2 separate regions of the Mus musculus genome follow, and region 1 is linked to region 2. Evidence: chromatin contacts called from public Hi-C data. All regions are on one chromosome and are shown on one strand. The core of a region is the stretch at or near the end of the contact, and the rest is flanking DNA. Distances in the headings are between cores, read along the strand shown. Region 1 overlaps Ntrk3 (neurotrophic tyrosine kinase, receptor, type 3). Region 2 overlaps Ntrk3 (neurotrophic tyrosine kinase, receptor, type 3).

Evidence for each region. Hi-C and Micro-C count contacts between places; a contact is called where the count stands out from the background.
Region 1: a contact with region 2 is called in a Hi-C map of cerebellum, with 2.5 times the contacts expected there. The contact joins two enhancer-like sites. A contact is called at or near these places in 6 of 484 Hi-C or Micro-C datasets (brain, cerebellar granule neurons, cerebellum and 1 more) and 1 of 9 other capture datasets (liver).

Annotation. Positions count from the first base shown.
Region 1 is chr7:78,517,922-78,521,474 of GRCm38.p6, reverse strand. All of the region lies in intron 1 of Ntrk3 (neurotrophic tyrosine kinase, receptor, type 3), which reads left to right. Among named protein-coding and RNA genes, the nearest start is that of Gm39038, 55 kb to the left of the region's middle. Within about 2 kb of position 1,619, at least 6 of the 459 cell types and tissues checked have an H3K27ac peak or open chromatin away from gene starts, as enhancers often do. A contact at or near this core is called in cerebellar granule neurons and cerebellum, where this site is marked.
Region 2 is chr7:78,380,932-78,384,313 of GRCm38.p6, reverse strand. The region is part of intron 11 of Ntrk3 (neurotrophic tyrosine kinase, receptor, type 3); the gene reads left to right. Among named protein-coding and RNA genes, the nearest start is that of Gm39038, 190 kb to the left of the region's middle. Within about 2 kb of position 1,968, at least 2 of the 459 cell types and tissues checked have an H3K27ac peak or open chromatin away from gene starts, as enhancers often do. A contact at or near this core is called in cerebellar granule neurons and cerebellum, where this site is marked.

The sequences.
Region 1 (3,553 bases), core at 370-2,869, 140 kb before region 2:
TTTATGTGATAAGGCAAAGGTCTTCCTCTCAGAGCTGGGGATTTCTGGGACACATACTTTGCCAACAAGGGTCTATTCTGTCTGTCTCATTCCCCTACCCACCAGACATTAGTGTTATTCTTTCCCCAGTTGTGACAATCAAACTGTCCCCTGGGAGGCAAAATTACCTCCTCTTGAGAATTTTGCTGTAAACTTAATAAAGTGGAAACAATTGATATAAAGTGAGGGAGAGAGCCCAGGTTCAGTTCTTTGGTTTCTCGCTACCCTCTCTCCCTTGCTACTGATTGGAGAAGGGACACAAGTAGAGAAACAGGACCGTGGGTCCTTATGGGGGCCCTAATTGCCATATATTCTTTTATCTTCCACTATCACTGAAATCTCTTTGCTCCTGACCCTACAGCAAGCTTTGTGAGACATTTGTAGGGAGAGCCAGTTTGGCTCCTGTCACTCCTGCACCACAGGGTTTACTTAAGTCCCGACCTTTTAAAAATGTATATGTATTGAACTGGAATACCCAGAAAAAGCAATGGACACGAAGAACCCCGTGTACTGGCACTGGGCGCTGCCTCCCCAATTTGGCATTAACAAAACCATACCAATTGTAGTCTCTTACCTCATCCTATTCATTTATTATACTTTGAAGAGCCAGCCTTTTCCACTGATACTTGTGGCCTTCTAATAGCAGTCAGCACAGTTACCATAAGTGACTTGCCTTGTTTGGTACCAAGCAATGAGTCATAGAAGACTTGGCAGGAGCCGGCCAACGTCATTCGCAAATGTCAAGGCTGCACCTTCCCTGGCATGCATCTTCTCTCTCCTGCCCTCGCCCACCATAGGGATTTTCTTTCTTTTAAAAGTCAGTATATGTATATGTATATATTCATTTTTGATGTTGTTGTTGTATAACCTGGTGCATGTGTGTGTGTGTGTGCATGCACGCCTGTAAAGACAACCTAGAAGAATTAGTTCCCCCCTTTTCATCTTGTGTACTTCTAGAGATTACATTCAGGTTGTCAGACTCAATGCCAAGTGTTCTGTACCTGGTGATTCACAAGTGCTTTCTCGAGGTTGTTTTCCTGGAAGTCACGAATGACAGGTTTTCTGTCCTTCTATCCTGCCATGATGGGTCATTAAAGTCAAAGATGACCCTACTCTTTTGCAATAAAAAAAAATCTATGGCCAAGAAAAGACAACTTCTACCAGAAGCATGACGCTGTCTGTACTCAAAAACTAAGGAACGATGTCTCATAAAATCCCCTTAGCTTATGCCTTCCAGGGACTTCTATGTCCCCAGCCCTGAAAGGGCTCATGGTTGTTGTTGCTGATATTGCTTACCAGTAGTATTTTGTGGTACTGGGATTGAAGTTGGGGTCTTGGTCTTGGGTAAGCTAGATGAGGCACAGGGCTTCATCCCCACCACTCAGCCCCTTGTGAGCTCTTCAAGACACATCTTCAGTTCCCATGTCATTGTTATGAGGCAGGCAGTTTATTACCCCCATTTGACAGCTGGTAAAAGGAAGGCACAGACAGGTGAGGTGGCTGGGACAGGGTGTGATTGGTGGAGCACTCCTGGGGCTAGGATTAGCACTCTGGTGCTGCCTTGCTCTTGGCAGGGCCTGGCAACCCTTTTCCCCATAAAGGGCCAGAAAGTAAATCCCAGCCTTGTAGGCCATATGGTCTGTGCAGCAACGATCCAACTTTGCAACTTGAAAAAGGCTGTAGACGACAGTGAAGAGATATGAGCAAAGAAATGCCGATTTTTATCTAGTTCTCACAGGTCATGATGTATGGTTTTCCTTTGACTTAAAAAAAAACAAAATATGAAAATGAATCTTAGTTTTGAAGCTATACAAATGCAGACAGAACCCTGACCTGTAACCAGTCTGCAATGTGGCTGCGATACTGCTCTTCCCTGATTGAGGAGCACTCGGAAGCACCAGAGGATGCTGGAGATATTATTTAATGTACTGGAGGTCTCCGTACTGATGCTTCACTAACTTGTCACTTCTCAGTGTATGTAGGAGTCAGGAAGGGTCCATTTATAAGCACAGATCATAAAGACTGAAACAAAGTTTCAGGATGTAGGGACTGACATCTCTGCCACCATCAAAACACATTTATGAGATGCTAATAGGGGCCAAGAAAAGTGATTTCACTTATTTAAACAATCTGATTTATAGCTACTTGTTAGAAACAGTTCCATGTAGGAAGCTGGGCCCCCATGAATGCTGTACAAACATTGTGATCTCCTTGGTATTGGACATGGCCCATGGCCCGGGGAGATACACTGGAGAGGCTTAGTGGCACAGGTGGTCTTAGTCCTCTTGGCTTTCCTTACATCTGAAATGTTGTCAGTGTTCCTACCTCGGTGAGACCAGGGCATGAAAACTGCCTTGAAACCATGAGGCTTCCAGAGAGAAGGCATTAGAGTTAGAGGCCAATGCCAACCTGGCCACCTGGTCAATGTCCCCAGCAAATGCCAGTGCTTCTGGCTGCTCCACGGGGGCTCTTGGAGAATGTGTTTCAAAATGGGCTCTTGGCATACCTTGTCACTGTGCAGCTCTGAAATGTTGCCAGGAGTTCTGGCAGCCACAGGCACACTGCCTTTTTGGCTCTAGTTGGACTGGGCGGCAGATGGCAGAACCACTGGTGTGGTCGGGCAAGGGAGGGGCTGTCTGGGGAAAAGTAATGGTCACTTTTCTGGCCAGATTGTGCCTTGAGTAACTATATTCTTTAATGAAATGGTGCTGAGACCTTTTATATATCACAACCTCTGGTTATGGTGGCGGGAGGAGTCAGGTCCTAAGAGGGTTGGGATGGATCATTTCCTAGGATCTTCTGCTACCTCATGGAAGGTCATATTTCCTACACTATTAGAACAACAAAAGGGTCTTGGTGATCAACAACAGAATGGTTTTCAACTTGGACATGCCAAAAGCAGCAATGAAGGAATATTTGACTCTTGTCACTGTCAGGAACTAATAAAAATTAGACACATATTTATGATGAAACTTCTCTTCATAACAACAGTCTTGAGTTTCTTTGCTTTGAGCTGAATTTTTTTGCACTGGGTGGTTGACACTGGTTTGCATGTATTGATAAAGAGCTTCAATTAACAGTGACTTTTTTCTCTGATGAATCTGAGAATATGAATTAATTATTACTTAATAAATATAGTCTTCTTGCTAGACACAACCCTCTTTAAGATGGAGGTCTCGAGGGAAAGGCCTAGAAAGAGATCTTGGTGGTGAAAAGAAGAGGAGTTGAGGTGGTAGGGTACCTCTCCTTCGCAAAGAAACAGGAGACTCTGATTGGTTAATGTGCATGCTTAATCTTCATTCAAGTCTCAGAGATGAAACTTGAGCCTAGTTGCCATGGCACCCTCTTCCTACCTCCCCATGGTGCCTCTGAGTGCCCCATCTCTGGAGCTGCTTTTCTGTGCATTTCAATCCACTGGTTTTCTTGAGCTCCAAATGGAACGAACCATGGTTATGCAGACTGAGTGTTCGTCTGTGCCCTGGTGGGTGCATATGCCACATATGTCTTCTTCTTT
Region 2 (3,382 bases), core at 719-3,218:
CACTGGGCCATGAGAAAAAAATACATGTAACCTGCTAAGTTTAGGGGCTGATACTGGCCATTCTTGCTGGGTTGAGAGGACCCAACTTTCCATAGGAAGGTGGTGGTGGTGGGGCATGAGTTAAAGAAGCCATAACTTCCAACCAGGTCTCTAGGAGATGAGTCAAGAGGCTTGAGTTGGAGCTTTCTGTTAGGCTTGCTGAAATAAGTGGCACCTGGGCTGAGCCTTCAGGGACACAGAGAGTAAATTAATTAGGGAAACTCTTCCCAGACCTTGAAAAGCTCTGAAAGCAGGAAACTTGTGGGAAGACTGCTTAAGAGGACCAACAGCTCTGTTGGGCTATAGTGTGTGTGTGTGTGTGTGTGTGGGGTGTTGGGGGGTGGGGGTGGGGTGGGGTGAGGAAGCAGGACTGAGACTGTACAAGCAGGTCTGTCTTTTCTTTTTCTTCTCTCCATTGACATCAATGCCACTGAAGTATAGAACATCTACTAGGCACACTGTGGATTTCCAGGCACTGTTTTTGACAGTTTACTTCAATTGCTCTTAATGTCAAAGGAAAAGATTGCTAACTTTCAGGTTTTCGTATGAGCTGAATATAGTAATTTTCCTAAGGAGTTGAATCTAGTGCTGAACCCCAGTCTAGGAATTTTCTCCCCAAACATAGAAACTGCTTTAGAAGAGTAAGAAGGTATTTGGTTTCTTAGATACTTTACATGGTAAAAACAAAGAAAATAAGGACTTCTAAAACTCCAGGATTCTGGACTGGGAGGAGAACGGGGCTTTTGCCCTTTGTTACAGAAAACTGTTATACCAACACCCAGTAGACCAAGAAAGGTGGTTCCTCATCCCTCTGACTAAATAATAATGAGATAAGCAATAGTAAAGACAATGAATGCAGAGTTAATTTGGGTGTAAATATCAGGAAGTGCTGAAAAATTTTGCTTTAAGATGAACATGCATTTCTCTTTTGAGAAGTGCTTTGGACAGAAAAAAATCTAGGGTTTCCAGTCTGTCTCCATTATCATCAGAGCCTTTCTCTCTATGTTTAGACTCCGCTATCTTTGTTCTTTTTCTTCAGGGCTAAGTTGGTAGCTAGAGACTCAGTCATTATGCCAATGTTACAGAAGCAAGAGAAAGGGAAGATCTACTCAACCCTCTAAAAAGATTCTTCATAGGATCAATAATCCAGCACTTCTGTTGATGTCCAACTGGCTAAAATGGAGCCCAGCCATAAGTAGCTGCAAGACATGCAGGGAAAAACAAATCTTTATCTCTAGAAGATATGTCCAGAGAAAAATGGGATAAGGATTAATAACAGTTAACTTTCTCAGGAACTGCTATTTATACAAATACTTATTATACAAATTATCTTTGTCTTTACAACATAGCTCTGAGAGATTGATCTTCTCTTTCGGTAGACCCAAATCTATCAATCCCAAATCAATTTTATTATTAAAAAATTACATCTATATTGAACATGTACAGTTTCTTATTCTTTAAACAATATACTATAACATCTTTTAAAATAGAATCCTCATTATATTATACTAAGAGATGGTATAAAGTCTATAGGAGGATATGCAGAGGTTATAAGGATATATGATGACATTCTTATTTTAGTGACTCCTGCATCTGCGGGTCTTGGTATCTCCAGGGCATCTTCTTGGGCTCAACCAACTGCAGACATTGAGAGATGGCTATTATTATCACTTCATTTGACAACAGTGATGGACCTGGTGTTTAGAAAAGATACAAAGCTCTTACTATGGGAAAGAAGTAGCACTGAGCCACAAACCCAGCACTGAGTGTCTCCAAAGGCTGTGGACTTCTCTGTCAGTTGTAGGCTTCACAGCCATTCCAAGAGAGGATTCCAGAACTTGGCTTTAAAAGCCTGGATCCAACCCAGCCTTTCTGATGTCCATTCTGGCTAGGTTTCATCTTCCTGCCAGGCACCAGATGAAGAAACAGGAAATGTGAAGGACTGGCTTAATGAGTGCTAACCCTGTTGGAGAGCAAGGGAGTTTACTGCCTGTCTTCTCTAACCATGCCTTTCTCAGGCTGAGTTTGGACTTTGGTAGTGGCTCTGGGGCTTCTTTTTATCACCAGATGGTGGCGCTATTTTGGGCACCTCTATTCACTGTGCTCTGAGTTGGGAAGGCTTATCTCTTGATGCCTAGTGGATAAAATGGTGATCTAAATCTCTTTGCAAATTCCAGGGATCAATTCCTTCAGCAGTAGGAAGGAAACAGACCTGGCAGGAACTCAATTATATTGTTGAGTGTTCAAACTTAACCATACTCTTCTTATTCCAAGTACAAATCCCATGGTCAAGTAAAAGTTGAACTTATTCATTTAGTTAATCTTTATTAAAAGCATCTCTAATGACTTATTGATTTTTTTTTTTATTAGACAAGGAAAGAAAAAAAAGGCTCCCTTTCTTGGCAAGCAAAAGGATTACCTGATGCCAGATTGGAAAGCTGCTCAAGAAAGGGTTTGTTTTTGAAAAAGTAAAATAAATATTTTAATGCAAAAATAAATAAAGGTACACAAATAATGGAAATGGAACAAATTAGAATCAAAGATTTTTATTTAATGGTCATTACTTCAAAGTTAAAAATAAAATACCTTTAGAAAGAACATAGAAGAAGAACATTGTGACCCTATGTCTAATACCATTATGCAGAATCACCTACATTGGTTATTTTTGAATGTATAATAATCTTGAAGAAGATACCAATAGATAGAAATAATTATTCTTGAACAAAATAAGTTCTATTTCTTGGCTATGTCTTTGTTCACTCATGCTTGTTTGAATAGAGTTTCCTATTTCTGATTCTCCTCAACCTGCCTTTCCACTCTGCATACAGGAAAGCATCCCTTCCCAACCCCCAGAACACCCAGCCAGGGAGGACAGAACTGTTACTTCAATCCCCAGAACAATGTCTGCTTTTGCATTTTGCTAATCTCTTTATTTTGTCTTATTATTGACACACACACACACACACACACACACACACACACACACACACACACACACTTTGTCTTGGAAGATGATGGCAGGTATGATGGCAGGTATGAAGTCCTTGTCCTTATTCTTCTGATGAAGAAACTGATGCCTAGAACACAGATCTGGGGCTCACCCTCGTCTCTGTGACTCTCAGGAAGTGCCTTGTTCTTTACTCCCTGCTTCAAAACTCACACCTGACACTGGACATTTCTGACATGCTTGTAGCAATGGCCAAGGAGAGCCAGGAGTGTTGGAGGCTCTGCCCTTGACCATGTAGGCACTTTCCAGGAAGGATCTGGTACTTCCCAGCATCTCCTACCATGGTGCACGTAGAAGAAAAAGAAATACGTTGATACTTGTGCAACTGAAAAGAAC